Regions from separate parts of the Mus musculus genome. Here regions 1, 3, 4 and 5 are each linked to region 2. The links are chromatin contacts, called in public Hi-C and promoter capture Hi-C maps. All regions are on one chromosome and are shown on one strand. The core of a region is the stretch at or near the end of the contact, and the rest is flanking DNA. Distances in the headings are between cores, read along the strand shown. Region 1 holds the start of Fam122a (family with sequence similarity 122, member A). Region 2 holds the start of Zfand5 (zinc finger, AN1-type domain 5). Region 3 holds the start of Rfk (riboflavin kinase). Region 4 holds the start of Vps13a (vacuolar protein sorting 13A). Region 5 holds the start of Fxn (frataxin).

The links. Promoter capture Hi-C pulls out the DNA fragments that hold promoters and counts their contacts. Hi-C and Micro-C count contacts between places; a contact is called where the count stands out from the background.
Region 1: a contact with region 2 is called in a Hi-C map of CD4 T cells, with 4 times the contacts expected there.
Region 3: a Hi-C map of CD4 T cells shows a contact between it and region 2, with 5 times the contacts expected there.
Region 4: a contact with region 2 is called in a promoter capture Hi-C map of pre-B cells. A contact is called at or near these places in 2 of 39 promoter capture datasets (cranial neural crest and pre-B cells) and 1 of 484 Hi-C or Micro-C datasets (CD4 T cells).
Region 5: a Hi-C map of CD8 T cells shows a contact between it and region 2, with 4 times the contacts expected there. A contact is called at or near these places in 2 of 484 Hi-C or Micro-C datasets (CD4 T cells and CD8 T cells) and 1 of 130 datasets of targeted methods (T-cell acute lymphoblastic leukemia).

What each region holds. Positions count from the first base shown.
Region 1 is chr19:24,476,033-24,480,527 of GRCm38.p6, forward strand. Fam122a (family with sequence similarity 122, member A) reads right to left here and starts at 1,442. Exons shown (of 1, transcript NM_026520.3): 1 at 1-1,442. The coding sequence starts at 1,324. The coding sequence ends at 470. All of the region lies in intron 1 of Pip5k1b (phosphatidylinositol-4-phosphate 5-kinase, type 1 beta), which reads right to left.
Region 2 is chr19:21,270,174-21,274,141 of GRCm38.p6, forward strand. Zfand5 (zinc finger, AN1-type domain 5) reads left to right here and starts at 2,105. Exons shown (of 6, transcript NM_009551.5): 1 at 2,105-2,569. It overlaps LOC115489044 (atherin-like), which reads left to right and starts at 1,285. Exons shown (of 2, transcript XM_030251153.1): 1 at 1,285-1,317; 2 at 1,602-2,569. The coding sequence starts at 1,285. The coding sequence ends at 2,294.
Region 3 is chr19:17,391,400-17,395,369 of GRCm38.p6, forward strand. Rfk (riboflavin kinase) reads left to right here and starts at 2,644. Exons shown (of 4, transcript NM_019437.3): 1 at 2,644-2,993; 2 at 3,799-3,950. The coding sequence starts at 2,912.
Region 4 is chr19:16,778,219-16,782,459 of GRCm38.p6, forward strand. Vps13a (vacuolar protein sorting 13A) reads right to left here and starts at 2,715. Exons shown (of 72, transcript NM_173028.4): 1 at 2,452-2,715. The coding sequence starts at 2,551.
Region 5 is chr19:24,278,667-24,282,709 of GRCm38.p6, forward strand. Fxn (frataxin) reads right to left here and starts at 1,924. Exons shown (of 5, transcript NM_008044.3): 1 at 1,741-1,924. The coding sequence starts at 1,899.

The DNA of each region.
Region 1 (4,495 bases), core at 192-2,691, 3.2 Mb after region 2:
GTAGATGTAAAATAGCAACCATTGAAAACACCAAAAATTAGTGTGCCATGAACTATGGAATTTTAAAACATCAGTTTACTAAACTGAAATTCAACATTTATATTTTCATCAGAACTTAATAATCCCATAAATAAATAGAGCTCTCAATTATTTAAAAAATCAAGGGATAACATATGTATTTAGACATATTAGCAGCGTAAAATGTATGCTTCAACACACTTATTGATAAAAAGTCCGAAAATATTACTACACTGAATTCAAGGGCATCCCCAGGAACCTGACATAGAAATTCTCTAGAATAACATTTCAGGAATTTCCAAAAAGAGGGAAGAGTCAAATAGGAAACGGCTTTAACGTAATCGACAAAGTTCAGTGCTTGCTCTAACTTGATTTTTTTCTTTCTTTTTTTTTTTGTTTGTTTTTGTTTTTTTGTCTCTCCATTGGGGGAGGGGGATTCAAGATGAGTGAGTCACTTTGAGGAAAGTTCATCTACTGGAATAAAGGGGGAGGCTGCTTGGGCGGGCGACACAGGAGAGTCGGTGGTAGTGCTGACTTTCGCTGGTGAGTTACAGGAAGATCCGGCACTGCTGCTGTTTCCATCCAGGGTATCGGAAGATACGCACACACCGGGGTCTGACAGCTGTGCAACGTCAGAAGACAGCATGTTGGTGATGCCCTGGAAAAATCTCTTTGGCTGATAATCAGTTTCCATTTCACATTTTCTTTTCAATGGTCCAAGAACACTTGGTCTAATGCAGTTGATGGGACTCTGGCTTCTCCGGGTGGTAAATCGGGTGGTTGGGCTGGGAATGGGACTTGGAGGCAGTCCGTTGCTACTCACAAAACTTTGCAAGGACGGTGAGAAACACTGCTTCCCAATTCCCCGGGTCGGGGACGGTGCCGGAGACACCGGAATGAAATCGATGCGCTTCGGGGAGGCGGATTTCTCCACGTCGTTGTCACTCAGGCTGAAACTTTCCTCCCAGGAGTGGCTTATCTGCATTGCGGTCTGCACCTCGCGCTCGTGAACGGTCTCTCGGTTGATCAGGTCCATGCCCTCCTCCTGTTTGATCTGGTGCAGGCGGCTGCTGTGCATTCGGACCGGCGAGGCCGGGAGCAGCAGGCCGTGGCGGCTCGGGAACGTCGTGCTGTTCCGTCTGGCGCTGGGCGCCTCGGCCTGGAACACCGGCGACGAGTCGCTGAGGCCGTGGATCAGGGGGGCGCTGTTAGACCTCCGCAGGCCCCCGCCGCCAGGGCCGCCGCCCTCCGCCGGGCTCGCGCCCGCGGGCAACTCCAGGTCCAGCTCCATCTTCTCCTGAGCCATGGCGCGGCCGGGAGGCGGGGGCGGTGCTCAGTCAGGGCCCTGGGACTCCCATTCCCCGCGGCCCAAGGCCGCCGCCGCCGCCGCCGCCTTCGAGAATCTGTCAGCGGGTTCGCGCCTCTGCGCAGGCGTGCCCCTTCGCGCAGGCGCCCTGGCACGCCCGTTCTCGCGGCGCCAGCTTAGTGCGTCATGGCTGCGGCGCCGCGGCGGGGGCAGGGGGCGAGCAGTGGTTGGGCGACTCCAGTGTTCGTTTCTTCCGCAAATAGTCACTGGGCGCGGGCTCGCGGGAAGGCAGGTTACGGAGGCCGGGGCATTGAGAAGTGTATGTGCTTATGAAGCAAGTGTGAGCTCAGAAAGATAGGCCCTTGGTGATGTGGGGCTTCATGATTGAGCTTGGCCCGGCCTGGTGGGCTTCCCAGAGGGAAGTCTGAAGGAGGCCACGGCGGCGCTTTGTAAAACTGGACTGGAAGCAGGGAGCCACTGCTACCCAGCTAGGTGACAGACAGGAACCAGGAGGACAGGGTTGTTAGCCTGATGGTGGACAAGAGCAAGTTCTGGGCTTTTTTTGAGAACAATGAACTCCCGGGCGTTCTCAAGGAAGCATATTAGGGTACAGGAGCAGCCTTTGGCTGAGGTCTGAGGAAGAAGACATGGGATTAGAACCTACAGGGAAAAGGCCAAAGAGGAGGTTGATTTACACTAGGACAGAATCGGGGAGGGCCAAGAGAGAATAGTAGACTTAAGGCGGTTGGGAGGAAGAAGCTTTGTGACATCTTTTTTAAAAAAGTTGTCATATTTCTGCCGTTAACCGTGCACATACTAATGTTCACTTGGTGTGGGAATCCAATGAAAGAAAAAAAAAAGACACATTCATAGATCAACAGATTTTTAGCTTATGTAATTAATACAAAACTTTGTATCTCATTAACAGGGAAGTTGTATGTGTTCATTTATTCAGTCAAGTCTCCTATTCGGGCATACCTACTTACTATGTACCAGGTACTGTGCTAGGAAATGGACTTGTGTGAGGACATTCAGTTTCTACTGGGTGGGAGTGGGGGATGAGAAAATAGGGGACTTTTGGTGGTATGGCTGGAGGTAGAAGTGGGACGGTGTGGTCAAGCACTACCTATATATAGCCCTTGAGGGGCAGTTGGGCAGAGTTCAGTTGTAAATGACAAATCCTGTGGACTGTGGGAGGTGGGGGCAGGGCCGAGTGTTCCAACCAATGCGAAGGGCCAACATACCCACCCGTCTGGGGAAGAACAAGGAAAGAAAAATCAAGAAGGAGACAGGTGACCTGAGAGGTCAACGGACTGAGCGCCCAGTCCTATGATTATAAGTCCCTGAGCAGTATTAGGCAGGGGAATAATAGGCTTGGGCTTTATCTGTTATGGTTTGAGATGGAGTCTCACTAAGTCATTGCTCAGGCTAATCTCAAACTTCTGGGCTCTAGTGATTCACCTCACTCCCAAAGGAAGTAGGGCTAAGGGCATATCGTGCCACACTCAGCATGGTTTTTGCTTTAAACACCATGGAATGAGCTGAAAGGGGGCCAGAGGCAAGAGTGGAGGCCAGAAGATAGAGTAGAAAGCTGCTACAGAGAGCAGAATACTGGGGTAGGGTTGTAACAGTAGGGAATGGGGAGAAGGGGATCCACTGATGTCATCTGGGATGAGATTTGCCAATAGGTTAAATTTCGGTGTTCAAAGAAATAGGGAGGCGGGGAGGAGATAAGGGATTTTTGGAGGGGAAGCTAAGAAAGGGGATAACATTTGAAATGTAAATAAAACATCTAATTAAAAAACAAAAAAAGAAATAGGTAATTTAGATGGTAATGTCAAATGAATAGGAAAGGTACATGGGGTGGAGGTTGAGTTTTCAGTTTTGGTAGGCTTGAGGAGTTATATATACAAATCTGGCCACTTTGAGCTAAGAGTTTTGTTTTGTTTTCGAGACAGGGTTTCTCTGTGTAGCCCTGGCTGTCCTGGAACTCTCTCTGTAGACCAGGCTGGCCTCGAACTCAGAAATCCGCCTGCCTCTGCCTCCCGAGTGCTGGGATTAAAAGTGTGCGCCACTACGACCAGCTTTGTTTTTGTTTTAAGATACAAAGGTCAGTGACAGTCAGCTTTGCACAGCTTGTTAATGGTGGGAACCAAGACTTGAAGCTAAGTCTCCTGTTTCCCTGCCCATATATCTTTCCACTTGGTCTCAAACAGGTTTTAATTGAAGTTCTTACTAAGTATGGATCCTGAAGATAAAATAACGTTAAGTATTCATACCTGTTAAAGAACTAATTTACACGATGCCATATCCCATTAAATCCTTGCCCACAACAGCATCAGGGGTTAGCTATTATTCCTGATGCCAATTTGCAGGGAGAAGCAGGGATTTAGTAACACACATAGAGAGCTGGGCCTCAGTGAGTACAAGGCCTTTCTCTGCATGTGTTCTGCTGCCTTTAAGTGCAATGACACTTCAGCACTCAGAGAAATCATTTGCATAATGGCAGGATAAAGGCAGTGTATGAGGCAGGATTTGAAAGGCAGGTAGACTTTTAGTGGATGACACTTTATAGAGAAGTAGCTGGTGGCTGCAGCACGGTGAGCTTGACTAATAGATGAAGGACCTGGAGAAGAATAATGAGGAAAAGATGGAGTCTGAGGATGGACCTGCGAATATCTGGCAGAAGTATCCATATTTAACATGGGAGGCAGTAGGGGCTGCTCAGAGTCTGACAAAAAAAAAAAAAAAAAAAACGACACATTGAGAGCCATGCGTTAGGATCTGCACATCTTTCAAAGCAGGGGGAACCCACCAATGTTTTTAAGTATCTTTCACTCCCACTCACTTTCAGCACTTCAAAGTCACGCTTTCTACTTCCTGCAGTTTAATAAATACTGATCTGTAAGTTATATGTTACAAAATAGTATTGATATTATTAGTGAGGGAGTCGTCAAAAAAATCTCAAGAGGTTCAATTGCAAGTATATGTTAGAACAAAGGCCTAAACCCATTCAAATCAAGATCTCAATTTAAGAACATGCTGCTCTTAATAAATTTCACATGGACTGTGGGAGAAATTGATGGTTAACTCTGAGACAGATGCTCTGAAATCAAAGCTGGGGATAGCAAGAGGTGTATTTGGGAGACACTTTTCTACCCAGGATGAAAA
Region 2 (3,968 bases), core at 855-3,354:
TGCCTTCTTTTTTGAGACAGGGTTTCTAGGCAGCTTTGGCTGTCCTGGAACTTGCCCTGTAGACCAGGCTGGCCTTGAACTCAGAGATCCATTTGCCTCTGCCTCCTTAGTGCTGGGATTAAAGGTGCGTGTATGTGTCACCATTAGACTTAGAGCATGTGGGTTTTTTGTTTGTTTGTTTTGTTTTCTCGTTTCCTCCCAAAATATTGACATGGGGTTATTGGTCCTCTTTAATCTCTTGATCTCTCAATCTCTGTCTGTGATGTTCCATTCCTTAACAGACTCTGCTTGTGCCTTTACTAACTAGACGTAGGCAGGTCTCTGTGAGTTCAAGGCCAGCTTGGTCTAAAAGGCAAGTTCCAGGTCAGTCTGGGCCACACAAAGAGACCATCTCAAAACAAACCAAACTCTCTCTTTAATAAGCTTATCAGAACAGCTCCTAGTAGAGACGGCTGGAGCTGAGGCTTCTCTTTCTTTCTTAAAACTCTTGTCACACTGCATACAATTTTATCTGTTTGTTTATGTGTCAATATTACCATGTGGTCACCATAAATGCATTAATACATGTAGACAATATACTGATTTTAAATTACTCGGATTTGTATTACTTGTCAATTTTAACTTACACTATTGATAAGTTTTGTTAGCATCAACAGCTTGATTTTAAAATGACTTTGTTGTTTAAATTGGACAAGATAAATTATAAAGCTCTTCTTTTTAAAATGGAAGAATAAAAAGAGACAGACAATAAGGTATGCTCTATTTAAAAAAAATCTCTGAAGTTATTTTTATCCTCATAATTACGGTTTCCATTAGTCTCTAGCGCTTCAGGCAAGAGCATCCTTCATCATGACTGCCTTACCCTGACAAATGGACAGGGAGGGCATTTTTCTCAGTAAACTGCTGTGATAAATAAGGAGACCCTAAATGAAAAATAGATGACACTGAAATGGCTGGTAAATGGTAGCAGTTAGTTTTATTATTTACTAGTTTACAGAAATAAATCCCAAAGATCCTAGGACAAATGACCCAAACTAAGTCTGAAATACATTACTTGACCATAGCAATATAACCCCGAAATAGGTTTTTAAAATGTATTATGTACCGGTTAGTCCACTTGCTGTGCAGGGAGCAGTTAGATTTGGAGCATCAGGGCAGCACCCCTCCCCCACACTACTTCCACAATATCACAAATACAAAATCTAGAAATGAGGTTCGTGTGTCCCAGTCAAGGCCAACCCTAGGGTACCTTAGAGATAGGCCTAGGGTTTTTAAATACCCGAAATGAAGGACCCTAAGTGCATAAATGCCGTTAAGGTAGCCCTTCAAGGCCTACGGTTCTTAAATACCCGAAGTGAAGGACCCTAAGTGCATATTTGTAGCTAAGGTAGTAGCCCTTATGGATTTCGGCAGAGACATTTTGTGACCAGAACCCACGGAGAGACCAGCAGAAAGCTTCTTCTGTTCGTGCTCTGGGCAGGTACCCAGCACCTTGCCCTTGCCTGGGGTCCGGCTTGTTTGTCCCTCTTGCTCCATCTCATCAGGCTTGTCAGGGTTCTCCGTGCTTCACTGGAATAGTAAATTTCCAGGGGTTTCTATAGGCTGGCTTAACAGTTCAGAACGGCGGCGCGGGGCTGGGGCTGGTGGGCGGTCCTAGCTCAGAGCTGGCAGCGCACCGCGACCTTGGGCGGTGGCAGGCGGAGCTGCGGCGACACCCGGAACCCTGCCAGCCTCCTCCGGGCCGTGCCTTCCCGTCCCGCGGGGAGGGGACCCCGGCGGAGCTGGGGACGAAGCGTGAGAAACTGGGCTGGTGTGGGTGGCTGAGGGCGGACAATAGGGTTAAAAATAGAAGCGCTGCCTCCGTGGACCCGCCGCAGCAGCTCCACCCAGGGCCCCGCGGGCCGGAGGGTGACTGGGCGACGGTGACCGCAGCCTCCGGACTCGCCCCGCCCCCAAGTGCGGCCCCGCCCCCGGCTAGTGCCTGCAGGTCAGGGGCGGGGCCTCGTCCCGCGACGTCATCGCGCCGCGGGCGTGCCGACCGGGTTTTCGCTGACGCACAGGCCCCGCCCCCGCCGCCCTTTCCCTCAGATCCCGAGCGCCGGTCAGAGCCAGAGCGTCAGTCGTCGGGATCGCTGAGCGGTGTGCATCTGGTCAGGCGTCCGCTCGCTGCCCGGAGTCGCGCAGAGTCTCTGGCGAACGCGGAAGCCCGAAGAGCGCAGTCCTCGGGCCCCGTCGGCGCTCAGGCCTCTCCGCGCGCCTCCTCACTCGGCCGGGACGTCGCTGTGGAGGCGTGAGGTGCCGGCGGCCGGGCGCCTGGAGCGGCGCTAGCCCCGCGGCCTGCGGTTCTTCTCCTCCCCCGCCGCCCTCCCACCCGAGCTGCGGCGGGGCTCGGCCGCCTCGGCGCTTCTGCACGAACAAAGGAGGCCTCCGCGGCGCCAGCGCAGCTCCGCCTGCGCTCCGCTCCGCTCCGGCCCGCGGCGGCCGCTAGCCAGCCCTTCCCGGAGGCCTCAGCCCGGCCCACCGCCCGGCGTCGCGCGCCAGCTCGCTAGTGCATCCGGGCCCCCGCAGGGTAAGTGGCGCGAGCCGGGACGGCGCGGGGGCGGGAGCACGCCCGATCGGCGAGCACAAAGACGGGCCCGGCCGGGCCAGCGGGCTGGACGGGACAATGCCCGGCGTGCCGCGGCGCCGGGTGCCGGCCGGCCGACCGACCGACAGGATAGACAATGGCAGAGGCGGCTACTGCCGCGCCTGGCTCCCTGCACAGCCGAGTTGTTCCGGCGAGGGACCGTCGAGTGCATGACTCAGTGGTTTTTGGAGCAGGCCCTACCGGGCTTCCCGGAGCGCGGCCTGCGCTGCGAGGGGGGTGGGGGGCCTCTGGGTCCCGAACTCGGTCGAAATCGCTGGAACCGGGACTGACGGCTCTTCTCCCGGAGGGTTTTTAGTTTTTTCCAATGCGGTTAAGCTTCTCCCTCAAAATCCTTTGCATGGAAGCAAGTCGAGCGCCTCTCCCTTTGTTTCTTTCCTACGTGAACATTTGTGAAGTTGACATTTTGCTTGCTTTCCGTGCACTCCGTGTAGTTGTATTCTGAGGGAAGGTATTATAAGCTAACTGTCGATTGGAGCTGCCTAAGAATATTACCTGAGATAATTAGAAGAAAATAATATATAGGTCAGAGCCTCCTTTCTTAAAATCGGTATTTAGTAATCAAGGGAATAGTAAGATAGTAATTAATTTTATCTTATTTTGATTTTTTTAGGTGAGATTTCATTATTCAACTGCTGAAAATATTTCACTTTTACATTTCAAGTTTGTTTTTGAAGTGTCTCGCCCCAAAATAAGGGATTTCTTTTAGTTGTTCTAAATTGTTTTGTGGCTGGAACCGGTATTAAGTATGGAAAGAAGCTCTTAGAAAAAAAAAACTATTTGACTGTTTGGCAGAGGTGTCTGAAATCTGGAGACTAAGGACTTGCACAAGGTCAGGCTTAGTAGCACATTAGAGTTTAGAGTTCGGGTCTGACCTCGAGGTTAGGGAGTGATCTTGCCATTTTGAACCATTGCCATTTTGAACCATGGTATGCACCTGAAACAGCTATTCCATACTTTAAAAGAAAACTTCATTCATTTCAGATTTTGAGTTGGAAAATCATTTTTAGTCCAGTGAGGTTTGTTTTAAGCTATGAGCTAAGAAAGAAAAAGCGTGAATTTAAACAAAACAGAGCATTCTAGCTATGCGGGAAAGGGTTTATGGATGACAAAGTTTTTAACAACTTGTTTTGCACCACCCCCGCCCCAGCCCCAATGTAAGGACAATACAGTATATCTAAACTAACAAAAACCCTATAGTTATAGTAACTGTAAAGAGTATTTGTGCTTCCATTCTTTCTCCTACTTATTGTGCCTACTTACTCTCCCCTTGCCCCACTTTTAATATTCACAATTTACTTTATGATTTATTCTGCTTGGGTAT
Region 3 (3,970 bases), core at 1,394-3,893, 3.9 Mb before region 2:
GCAAGCTCTCTCTGCCTTTATAGAAGCAGGGCATAGGTTTACAATGACAAAGGTAGCCTCCTCCTTACTCCAGCAAGAAGTTAATCCCTGAAGATGCCAGCCAAACAAGGGCCCAAAGGAATCTGCATGAACTGGCTTTACCAGCAGGCTCTGCATGTCATTTGACTGTACCCCCATGATTTTCCATCCTAGAGACATAAAACCCTTTTCCTCAGAGGCTTGGTGCTGCACACTGATGTGGATTTAGTCTAACACTTGTGTTATGTTATTTGGGTTCCCGAGAATTGCATGAGAATTCATATGTAAGATGCTGAGGGTCCTTGCCCCAAGTTGGTTCTGATTGGTAAATAAAATTGCTAGCCAGTCAATGGCTGGGCAGGGTCTCCTTCCCTGCAGGCAGAGGCCAAGCACTGCAAGTGCAATTCAGAAAGAGCAATAGAAATACTTTGGAGATTTTTACGTTTAAAAGCACTAAACTTGACAACTCCATGCTCTTTCTCTCTCTCTCAACTCTAGATTTGCAAAAGTAATATTAATTAAGAAGGTCCAGTAACGTATCTTCTGAACCAAATACATCGGAGCACTATTAATGAGTGTGAAAAACAATAAATCACATGGATGAAACACACATCTGAGTATCTGCAAGCACTCCTGGCCCCCATTTTTGAAGTGGCTTTGACAGATTCTGACTTGATGACTAGATGAAGCAGAGATAGAGCCCGGAAAGGCAACTTCATTTTTAAGTAAAAGAGAGCCCTCGGAGGCTACCAAGATGCAGTGGAAAAGAAACAGAATTTTCTTGTCCATAGCTACCTGAATGTACAAAGTATGCATCTATAGGAATGCATACGAATAGCTTCATGAAAAAGGAATTTGCTGGGCATGGTGGGGCCTGACATTAATCTTAGCACTTGGGAGATTGAGGCAAGCGAATCTCTGTGAGTTCAAGGCCATTTTCTCCTAAACAGCAAGTTCAGATCAGCCAGGGCTACACAGCTAAAACCAAGCTTCAAAATTAAATGAGAGAGTATGACACGTACTTAGCATCTATTTTCCTTCCTTCTTTCCCTTTTTCTTTTCTTTTTTTTTTTTCTTTTTCTTTTTTTCTTTTGAGACAGAGTTGGCTGATCTGGAACCTACTTTGTAGGTCATGCTAGTCTTGAATCCACACCCTTCCTATTTTATTTCTCAAAAATCATCTATTTTAGGTCAGGTGTGGGGCACACCTTCACCTCTAATCCAGATTTAATTTAGAAGGCAGAAGCAAGCAGATCTCTGAGTTCAAGACCGGTCTGGTCAATAGGGTGAGTTCCAGGACAGCCAGCGCTGTACGGGGAACCCCTGTCTTGAAAAACCAAACCAAAAGAAATACAAAACCATCTATCTTTATTCCTCATTTTATCTCAGTTCTCTCACTCCCTTAGAGCGTGGACTTGGTGGTATAAAACCCAGCATGATGTATCTGGTTCTCACCTCCCTGTGTGCTTTGTCACTGGTGATGAAGAAACTGAAAACTACCATTCTAACATATCAACTATTTGGAATGAAAGACACCTGGAAGACAGCACTAAAAACATTCTTACCCAGTTGTGTTAGTGCATGCCTATAATCTCAGTACACAGAAGGGCTGAGACAGAGTTGTGAGCTCCAGGCCAGTCTGGAATAGAGCCGGTATCCAATTACCACCACCTTCAACAAACAAAGAAAAAAGAAACCGCCCCCCCCTAAGCAGGTAAGTGATTACATTCTTAGTTTCTTAGGTCTCTGTAGCCCGTGGTCTCTGCATCTGACTCCTGGCATTATAAGTATGCACCACCATGCCTGGCTCACACTTTTAATATTGCCAGGCAACCTGTTAAGTAGTTTTCTTTTTCTGTTTAAAAAAAAGTATTTATTCACCTTACGTCCCAATAGCAGCGCTCCCTTCTCCCAGTATCCCCTCGCACAGATCCTCCCATTTAAGTAGTTCTCATATATTGGCTGCTCAAGGAAGCAGGGTCTGCATTCAAATTCTAGTTTATCTAGGGCTAGCGTGAGCTTGCAGCCACAGTCATTTAAACTTTTCTAAAGACTTCTGTTAGAGTGTTTACTGGGCGAGTGTCCTATGGGGCCCGGGGTTACAGTTTCCTTCCCGTTAATTCCCTAGCACCTTGGTAGTGTGCTTTGTTCTTTCAACACATATTTGTTTTATGCTGGTCTGAAGGCAGTGAGTTCTCTCAACTGATTGTTCACAGTCAGTTACAAATACCTGTTTTGTGTTAGTATACTAGAGTCAAGGAAATGAAACGTTATCAAGAATGTTCCCAACATAGAGAAAACATTTTTTAAGATCAGCTGAACATTCTCAGAGTTACATACGAGTAAGGGAAAAGAAAGTGATTGCAAAGATTGGGCAGAATTTTATTCAAAATTGTGGAGGAAAAGAACAACTTAAGTTATCTTGTGAGCAACGCTTATTTCAGCAAAGCCCAAACTCAGAAGCTGAAAAGGCGACAATTAGAGGCTGGGCTATGGGTGAGGGCGGGGCCACAGAGGCGAGGGCGGGGCCTCAGCCGCAGGAGGTGAGGACGGTCCGCACTACGATGTCGGCGAGCGGGGCGCGGCTTCTGGGCGGGTCCGCAACGGCGGGGGCGGGGCTACGGCGGGAGAGCAACGGAAGCCGAGCAGGCCGGTCGCCTGGGCCGCAGACCTGTGCATTCGCCGCGGTTGTCGTAGTTCCGGCCGAGCGGCCGCTGGGATCTGACGGCTGGGTGCTATCCTGCGGGCAGGCACTGGTCGCGGCAGGTGTCTCGCTCCGCCGGCCCAGCTCCCGCGGGATCCCCCGGCTGGTCCGGGCCCCGGCGCCGCACTCACGGCGGCTCCGTCGCAGGCACGGAGCGAGGAGCAGCCCGCGTCCTCCGAGGTCAGCGTCATGAGGAGCCTGCCGTTCTTCTGCCGCGGCCAGGTGGTGCGTGGCTTCGGCCGCGGCTCCAAGCAACTGGGCATCCCCACAGGTGAGCGCGTCGCGGGGCCGTGGAGCTCTAGGCCGTGGGCAGGGGACCCGGCAGCCGCGCTCCTGCCGCTAGCGACGAGCTGCGCAGCCCCGTCCGGGAAGGCACCGCAGGTTGGATTGGCCGAACTCTCAAGCTGTTGAAAGTTCCATTCTAATGATGCTACTGTGTAGTGATCAATGACAACACGGGTAGTTCTATGAGAGCCGACGTTTATTTGGTCTGACTACGTAAGTTTTAGTAATCAAGACTTGATTGTCCATTCTTAAAATTGATGCCTTGGGCTGTGCCTTGACCTATTAAGTCAATCTTTGAATTGGGGATTTGGGGTTGTGTTTTTTGAAAATAAGAATCTTTTAAAGTGACTCAGCCTACTTAGGGGCGTTACTAGGAAAAAGCAGGGACTTTTGCTTGTTTTAATTCAAACAGATAGGGTCTCGCTCTGTTTCCAAAGGCTTCCTCCTACTCCCTGAGCTCTGGGGATCTCTCAGGGGATCTCTCGTAGCCTCCCAAGTGGAGGACTACATGGGTAATTTACGATAAACCTCTGTGTTTATTTCGTGTCTTTGTTTCCACTTGGGCATTTTCGTGTGGCTTTTTGGGGTGGAGGGAAGAGATTTATACACTTGCTTTGTGCCTCACTTGTAACCTGTGCTGTCTGAAGAGAAGAAATTCAAGTCGGAATGTGGAAGGTTGGAAAACAGAAAGATCCTGGGAGTGTAATGATTCAAGTTAACGTTTTAATATGTTTTTAATCAATGTTTAATGTGAATCTTGTAGCAATGAATATCTGTTTACTTCTATTTAGCCAATTTTCCTGAACAAGTGGTGGACAATCTTCCAGCTGATGTGTCTACTGGCATTTATTATGGTTGGGCCAGCGTTGGGAGCGGCGATGTCCATAAAATGGTGGTGAGCATTGGATGGAACCCGTACTATAAGAATGTGAAAAAGTCCATGGTAAGAGTCACATCTTGCTC
Region 4 (4,241 bases), core at 1,465-3,964, 4.5 Mb before region 2:
TTTGGCTCAGTTTTGCAGGCTGAAAATTCAAACAGCATAGCAGCAGCTATGGTGAAGATCACACACACACACACACACACACACACACACACACGAGAGAGAGACAGAGAGAGACAGAGACAGAGAGATACACACACAGAGACAGAGAGAAAGCTCACAAAAAGAAACTGAAAGCTAAGGTGAGAGGCCACTGTGCCTTGTTAGGCCTACATCTAAAAGATCCAGCACCTCTTATCAGTGCCAGACTAGGGGCTAAGCTTCCAACATAGAACTTTTAGGAGACACAATCAGACTTTAACCAAATCCTATCATTTCACTTCTCATAAAGTTACATATTTACTTACCACTCACAATCCCACTGCTAGGCATTTACTCCAAAGAAATAATTTATGTTCACACTAACACCTGATGCACCTTGCCCTTTAACTGCCAAAAAGGAAATACTGCAAAGATGGCAAACCTGTGTCTATAACAAGCCCTAACGTCCTGCATACATCACCTTGTCCTGCCATTCCCGTGCTTCTGAGCAGGACAAGGTGATGTATGCAGGACGTGAATGACGCATGGACGACTTCTCTGCATTCTGTTAAGAAGCCTGACTCAAGCCGCTACACAGAAGCTGAGTGTGATGGCACAGGCCTTTAACCCCAGCACTCAGGAACCAAAGCAAGAAGATTCTAAGTTCCAGGCCAGCCTGGGCTACATAGTGAAACTGGATCTCAAAAAGAAAAAAGCTACAAAGCCAAAGGATTCAGTTTATAACACTCTTAAAAATAAAAGCAAACCAGCAGACTGTGAACAGATAAGTAACTGCCACTCGAGGAAGAATCAATTACAAAGAAAAGAAGTGGGAATTTCCTAGGCTTATAATCTTTTTGTATCATTATTGAGATAGTTGAAACATTCTTAAGGTTTATTAAAACAAAACTATTCACAAGACTCAACTTTATTCTAGGTAAACTTTAAATACATAAATTTGGTGAATTATAGTTTACACAGCCTGCACCTTAAATGTACAAAACATTTCACTACAAATCAAACCACTGTTCAAGTAACGTTTTCTTGTTCATTTTATTGTTTTCATCTGTATGTATGAGTGTTTTGCCTGTGTGTATGTCTGTGCACTACACGCTTGTGTGCAGTGGCCCCTAGAGCCAGAAGAGAAAGGCAGATGCCCTGGGACAGATGATTGTAAGCTGTCATGTGGACACCAGGCTTGGATCCAAGTCATCTGGAAAGGTAGCCAGCGCTTTTCACCACTGAGCCATCTCTCCAGGTACCAGCTCAGATATTCTTCCAGGCTTTTTTTCTGAGCTACAGAGTTTTGTTATCCTCACTCTGCAACTGAGAAGCAGCGCAGACTAAGCAACTTGCAAGTACCTGATCTCAAAGAGGCTGTGCTAGCTCTTACAGATCAATTGCCCACGTTATCGTGGAAGAAGGTACCTAGCTACATTGAGGGCTTGTTTGTTTAATAAAACTAAATTACTTGTTTTCATTATTTCAAAAATGAGAAGGCTCAAGATAAACGAGAACTTTTAGAAAGTTTTAAGTAAGTACATTATCAGAGAATGCACACACTATTTACACAAATAATTAACCCTAACTTTGGCCTGGAACGTTCATTTCAAAAAAGGCCTCTACTTGCTAATAGCTACTTAAAATAAACAAGAGTCTAATGCAATACAGATGGAAACACTAAAAATAAGACACTGTATTAGGTAAATCATTGCAGTGAAGGGGTAGATGCAGCCCTTCCCATCTAAGCAACAGAGAGGAGTGCTCATCACGTCTTCGTCAGGTCCGAGAAACGGAAAGCCCAAATTACATTTTGACCGTCTGTTTTCCTGCATTTTCTTTTCGTTCTTTAAAAAAACAAAAAACTCAGGTCTTACAAACACCCACATTCCCACCTGGTCAGGCTGCGACCTGAAAACCTAAGTAACTCTGAGATACTCTGAAAGGGGCTTTCCTTTCCTTTTATTCCCCCTGTCATTTGCCTGTCCCAGCTAAGCAACACCCAAGTCCAAGTTCAGTGGCCGGACCGGAACTCGCCTAGAAAGCACGGTGAAGTGGGGCAGGGAAGGGACGAAGGGTGTCTTCGCGGACGGCGCCTGGTCTTCACGTGCAAGTCGGCGTGCGACTCCCCGTGGGCTCGCCGGAGCCTTCCTGACAGCCCGGGGCCAAACTGCCAGGGATGCCTCCCTTGCCCAGCGGAGGCCAAGGGTCACCAGCACCCGGCCCCACCGGGACGCGAGGCTTCAGCCAGCGCCTCCCCCAACCTCACGGCTCGCGCCGCCCGCCCGCCCGCCCGGGAACCGCCGCCCCGCTTTACATAACTTGAAGGGCGAGGCGGGCAGCTGCAGGTGGCGGCGCCGGGCTGGCCAAGGACCGAAGCCACGAGAAACCGCGCCGCCGTCTCCCGCGACCCTGGAGCGGCGACCCCGTTACCTTTCCAAATGCCCAGGGAGAGCTGGGACTCGTCCAGGTTCACCACATAGTCTCCCAGGAACCGGTTCAACACTTCCACGACCACCGACTCGAATACCATTTTTTTTCCTCTCTGCCGCGGAGGGCACCGCGGCACTACCCGGGCTGCTCCTCCCTCGAGACGGCTCGGCTTACCGGCTCCCGGCCCGCTCCAGCTACGGTGCGGGTGCTGCCGGGTCCCCTCAACCCGACCGCGAGCCCCACAGAAGGAAGGTAGCCGCTCGCACCACGCGTGCGCAGCTCGGGCTGCGCGTGGGGGCGTGACCGACGCGGAACTGGAGGCGCGGCCGGGAGCGAGAGTGAAGGACGGCGGCTGCGCAGCCGCGGGCCCGCCCTTGCCCGCGAGCGGACCGCCGGGCCTCTCCCGCCGGCCGCGCCTCCTATCCGTCGCTTAGCAACAGAACACCAGTCGAGCGCTGGAGACCCCGCCCCGGAATGATTCTCCTTTTTACCCGCAGCGAACTTTCTCTAGGAGGCGGGGCGTGATGATAACCGACAGGAACGCCGCTTCCGAAAGAGAAAACTAAGATCGCGGGATCCAAAGAGTGGAGAGTGTACAGCTTGGTGCGAGGTTGCGGGAAGTTTCCTGAGGCAGTTTCCCAGGACGCTTTTCCCCCATTATTACCAGTTGTGAGGTTCGGCCAGCCTTGGTGCTTGGGTACTTCCTGACGTTCTCCCTTCTCCTGGCAAGGATGCGAACTGGCCCTTCAGTTGCCTTCCCTTACTTCCTCAGCTACTAATCTGTGCTGAGGAGGGGCGAGGGAGAGTAAAGTTGGGAGATAAATTCCAAGTTCTTAATGTGCAACTGCTCTTGGCACCTTTTTCCGGTCAAATCATTTATGTGAAAGCCGCCAGTCATGTTAAAGAGTAGCACGTTTGAGTCAGTCCGGAGACAGCAGAGAGCCTGCCAAGAACCAAGAAAGACACCTCTGAGCCTTAGTGGCCAAGCTAAAATAAGTAGTGTCTCCGCTCCACGCTTGGACTTAGAGAAAATTGGTCCCAAAGTCCTGAGGTCACAAGACAGAGGTGCAACTTACAGAACCGACATTAATCCTCTGAGGATTTCAGAGGCAGCAGTACACTTTCAACTTTCTCTTCGCAAGGCACATCCTGATTTGGCACTGAGTGTATTTTGTGCATAGTCATCAAGTATCTCAAATTTATTTCAGAAAAAAAAAAGAGCAAAAATAGTGTAAACTTTTTTAAGCTTTTAAAGAATATATTAGCATATATTTTACAAAATAATGGGTTTCATTATAACATCTTGATAAATGTGTATATTTTGGTCGTTTATTACCCATGACTCTTTCTTGTCCTATTGACTGATTCCTTCTTCCCAAATAGGACCCCTTCTGTTTTCATGGATTTTTCTATCAAGATTCTAAACCTTCATCCATGTTGGTTTTTTTTAATGAGTTTTTATTTAGCACAATTTTAAATTTCATTTGTGTGTGTGTATAAGTGTTTTCTACATCCGTACCTGGTACCCTCAGGAATAGCTCTCTGGTTATTGGCGTTACAGGAGGTTGTGAGCCTCCATGTGGGTGGGTGCTGGCAACGGAGTTCAGGTCCTCTGAAGCAAATGCTATTAGGCAGTGTCGTCTCTTGAGCCTATTCTAAAATTTGATCCCAGAGAAGATATAAAACACTGGACTGCTTCTCCTATGGTCCCCAAGGACAAACGCAGATATGATTCCATCAAAGTTCACGTTGGAGAACCAATGAGTTTGTTGGGCTTCCTTAAAGAGCAT
Region 5 (4,043 bases), core at 674-3,173, 3.0 Mb after region 2:
TTCTTTCTTTCTTTCTTTTTTTTTTTTTTTTTTTTCTCGAGACAAGGTTTCTCTGTGTAGCCCTGGCTGTCCTGGAACTCACTCTGTAGACCAGGCTGGCCTCGAACTCAGAAATCCGCCTGCCTCTGCCTCCCAAGTACTGGGATTAAAGGCCTGTGCCACCACTGCCCACCTGAGTGAGGTGTTTCTTTCATACATTTTCTTTGCAAGCCATTCCACAATCTTACTATGTTTACTGTGGCTCTAGGCTTGGGGACCACTTTCAAACGACAAAGTCTCCCACAGGTACATCGACGCAAACAGGCATTTCGCTGAAGAGACTGAATATCTGCTCACTCCGTGACAGCGGAATCAAGCCTTGTTGGACAACGGCCGGGAGGGGACACCTTCCATGAGCCTTGCGCTTTTGGCCAGTCTGCCGCTTTCAAAGTGACTGTAGGAGCATCAGGGTAGACAACTGGGGACCGTAAACGATATTGAGCCACTGAGAACAGACTCTGAGCATAAAGATGGACCGACTGTATTTGCATTGTACAGGCGAGGAAACGGAGATGCCAAAGACAAAGTTGCTCAGGCTCTCAGAGATGCAGAAATCCAAAGTGCACAGCTGCAACTGGAGCCCAGCTGTCAGGCGCCAGGCAAGGGAAGAACAGGGCAGTAAACATCCAAGAAAGTGTTTGAGGAAGCATGGGTTACAGGTTCGGCCCTTCAAACCCTAGCCGTCTCTCTCTCTGACCAGTCCACTTTTGTTTGTTTTGTTTTTAAACTTTCTTTTTCAGTGTTATAGAAAGAACCCAAGAACTCTTGAACGCTAAGTGACCATGTCACTGCTGAGCTACAAAGCTAGCCCTATTTTTATTATTGTTTTTTATTTTAATGACAGGACCTCAAGAATCCTAAGCTGGGTTTAAACCTGTAGACATTATTATCCCACAGCCTACTCCACCTTTGTCCATAGCTCTCCCCTTCCTAGAATGCTCCCCAGACCCGTTCTTTGGCATCTATCACGGCCCTCTCCGGAAAGCCTTCCTTCACCCTACTGCTGTCTTTTCAAGCCACGGAGTAACAGATTCTGTTCTTTGCATCTACTAAGAACCGAGACTTATCTGAAGTGCTAAGGCCTTTGCGAATACAGTTTAATTCTCCCGCCAAAATCGCAAAATGGGTGTTACCCTTTAATCTCCTCGGAACAGAAAGCCAAGCCCTGCCCCCAGACAGTTAGGGTCTCCCCAAGGTCACAGGGCTCTCCAGCGCCGCGCAGTCAGAACGTGGAACCAAGATCCCCTCATTTTCCAAAAGCTGGACTCTAGGGCTCTGCTGCTACACCTGTGATCCCAGCAGAGAGGAGGCAGGAGGATCACAGGATTGAAGCCACTTTGGGGTACTCAGCCAATCCTAGGCTAGCCAGGGATACAGAGTGAGGCAAACAAGCAACAAAAAGCCCTGCTCAGAGCAACTCCACAACCCCATTAGTCTCACGCCCTGAAAAAGGCAACTTCGGAGTGCACACAATAATAAACACGCCCTGCTGCACACGCTATACATCCTGTGTTAATTACGGAAACTCGTCTTTTCCCATCCCCACCGCCAAGGTCCGAAGCCCGCGCAAACACCGCGCGCGCCCTGCACCCAAACGCGCGCGCAACCAGAGCGACTCGGCGCGTGCGCGCTGCGCGTCCCCGGCATAGGGGCGGGCGCGGCCTGCGCTCCGGTGTGCGGCCCGGCGAAGCGCGTACTCACGGCGTGGCGGGTGGCGCCGGCGTTGACTGTGACATGTAGGCCTCGGCGGCCGCAGGTTACGATCGGTTCCCTCCAGCGCGGGTTCCCGACCCAGGCGGAGGCCCGGGACGCCGTCCGGGGCAGCAAGCCCACGGCTGCGCGACCTCCGAACGCCCACATGCTACTCCAGCTCCGCGGCCGCTCCGCCCCGCGCGAGGACTCGGTGGTGCCACCTGGTGGCCGTGCCCCCCCCCCGCCCCCCCCCGCCCCCCCCCCCCCCCGAGCGCCGCGGCTGGGCTCCTGCGCGCAGGTCCAGCACTACAGCCCTGTGCAGACCTTTAACCAGAACCCAGAACCTGCTCTGCGCCAAACTCGCAACGTATCCCTTGGGCAGCACTAGTGTGTAAACACTGACCCCTGCAAGTTTATTCGCTGACAACAATTTTACAGAGTGGTAGTGGGTGATTCTGAAGATACGCTGGTGATCAAAATAGCTTTGCTTAAAAAACAAAACAAAACTAGTTCTAACAGCTAGCTTCAACTGCCCGATCATCTCAAATTCCGCATCTCTTAGGCAATAGAAGTACCAGGCAGCATGAATGGAGGAGGGGCTTCCGTAGCCCCAGGCTCAGCCGAGGAACTATTGGTTGCTGATGGCTATAGGATGAGGGAGGGTGAGTTTTCTTCTGGGATATGGCCTCTGATTGGCTGTCCTAGCTCCATGGGGATGGTCCTACACTGTATACACTGTTAGGGCTAAGTGGAGTCGGTTTAAAAAAAAAAAAATTCAGAGCGGTGGTAGTGTACACCTTTAATCCCAGCACCCGAGAGGCAGAGTCAGGTATATGGAGTTCGAGGCCAGCTTGAGCTACATAGTGAGTTTCAGAACAGCCGGAGCTACATAGTGAGACCTAGTCAAAATAAATAAGTAAATAAACAAATAAACACATAAATAAATAAAAATTTAAAAAGGAACATAAAATTGGGAGGAGGGGTGGGGTGGTTCGGTAGGAGTTGGGAGTGGCAGGTGAGTTTGATCGAAAACACATTGTATACATGTATGGGATTCTGAAACAACAGTAGGAATAAGGAAGTGCCCGGCTGAAGTACCCGAATGCTTCTTGGATGAGGAGTAGTCAGGACTGGTGATTGGTTCTCCTCATAGCTGTTTTTTTTTTTTTCCCCCCCAGCAGCCCCAACAGGTTCCTCACACTCCTGGTAGTTCTCCTGGCTTTTATGTCAGTGTGAGAAGGAGTCTGTGCATTGTCTCGGGTTGCCATTATGACACTGGAGAACTCTGAGCTTCAAGAGTTAAGAGACAGTGTCAGAGGAGTCTTTTGCCTCCAGGGTCTCAAGAAGGATTGAATGACAGCAGCGGTCAGCAGCAAAGCGTTTAAGAACATCCTCCATGTACCACCTGACTTGGGATACTATTGCTTCTGATTTCCCACAAAAAGCCACAAAGGAAAGGGGAAGTTTGTAGTGACTGCTAATGCAACCCTCCCCCTCTCTCTTTCTCTCTCTCCTTCCTTCCTCTCCTTCTCCCTCTCTGACCTGTAGCTAATTTTCAGATATGGAATTGGAAGCCCTGACATATTAAGTGACTCCCCCCTGATTGAAGGGGAGTTAGAACCCTGGCTTCCTGATTTCTGGTCCGAGGGCTCTTACACCCTCTGTCTTAGAAAAGGAGTTTTTCTTAGTTTCAATATCACAGCTCTAACTGGCTCTCTGGGATCATGTGCCCATCCATGGAAGCCAATAGTCTGCAAAACAGTGAGGGCTACGCTACCGGTCAGCATCATGGTCCATTCTGTGCTGCTGTAATGTACTGCCTGAGGCTGGTTAGATTATAAAGAACAGAAATGGATCCTCTGGAGAGGAAGAGAAGAATGCTGTTCCTCACACAACAGAAAGGCCTCCAACAAGCCCTGTGTATAGCAAGGGTTGAGCCCTCATGACCCAGACCCATCCAAAGGCAACATCTTCCAATACTGGTGTGTGTGTGTGTGTGTGTGTGTGTGTGTGTGTGTGTGTGTGTTAAGGGTCTCAAGAAGAATTCATGGAGTTGACAAAAGCATTCAAACCACAGAAGCCAGTACCAGGGAGGGGCACGTTCTGGTGAAGAGGCATGGAAAGTTCCAGTGATAGCTATTCCGGTCGGAAGTGATGTTGCACATATTCCCAAAACAATGACTTCCACGATGGGGGACTGTAAGCCTGTTCATTTACTTATAGATCAGAGAAGTTCAAGGTGTTCCTCCCTAACATCTGCCAAGGACATAGCGCTGTTTACTGAGGAGCTGGGAACAGCTCCTTGTGTCCCA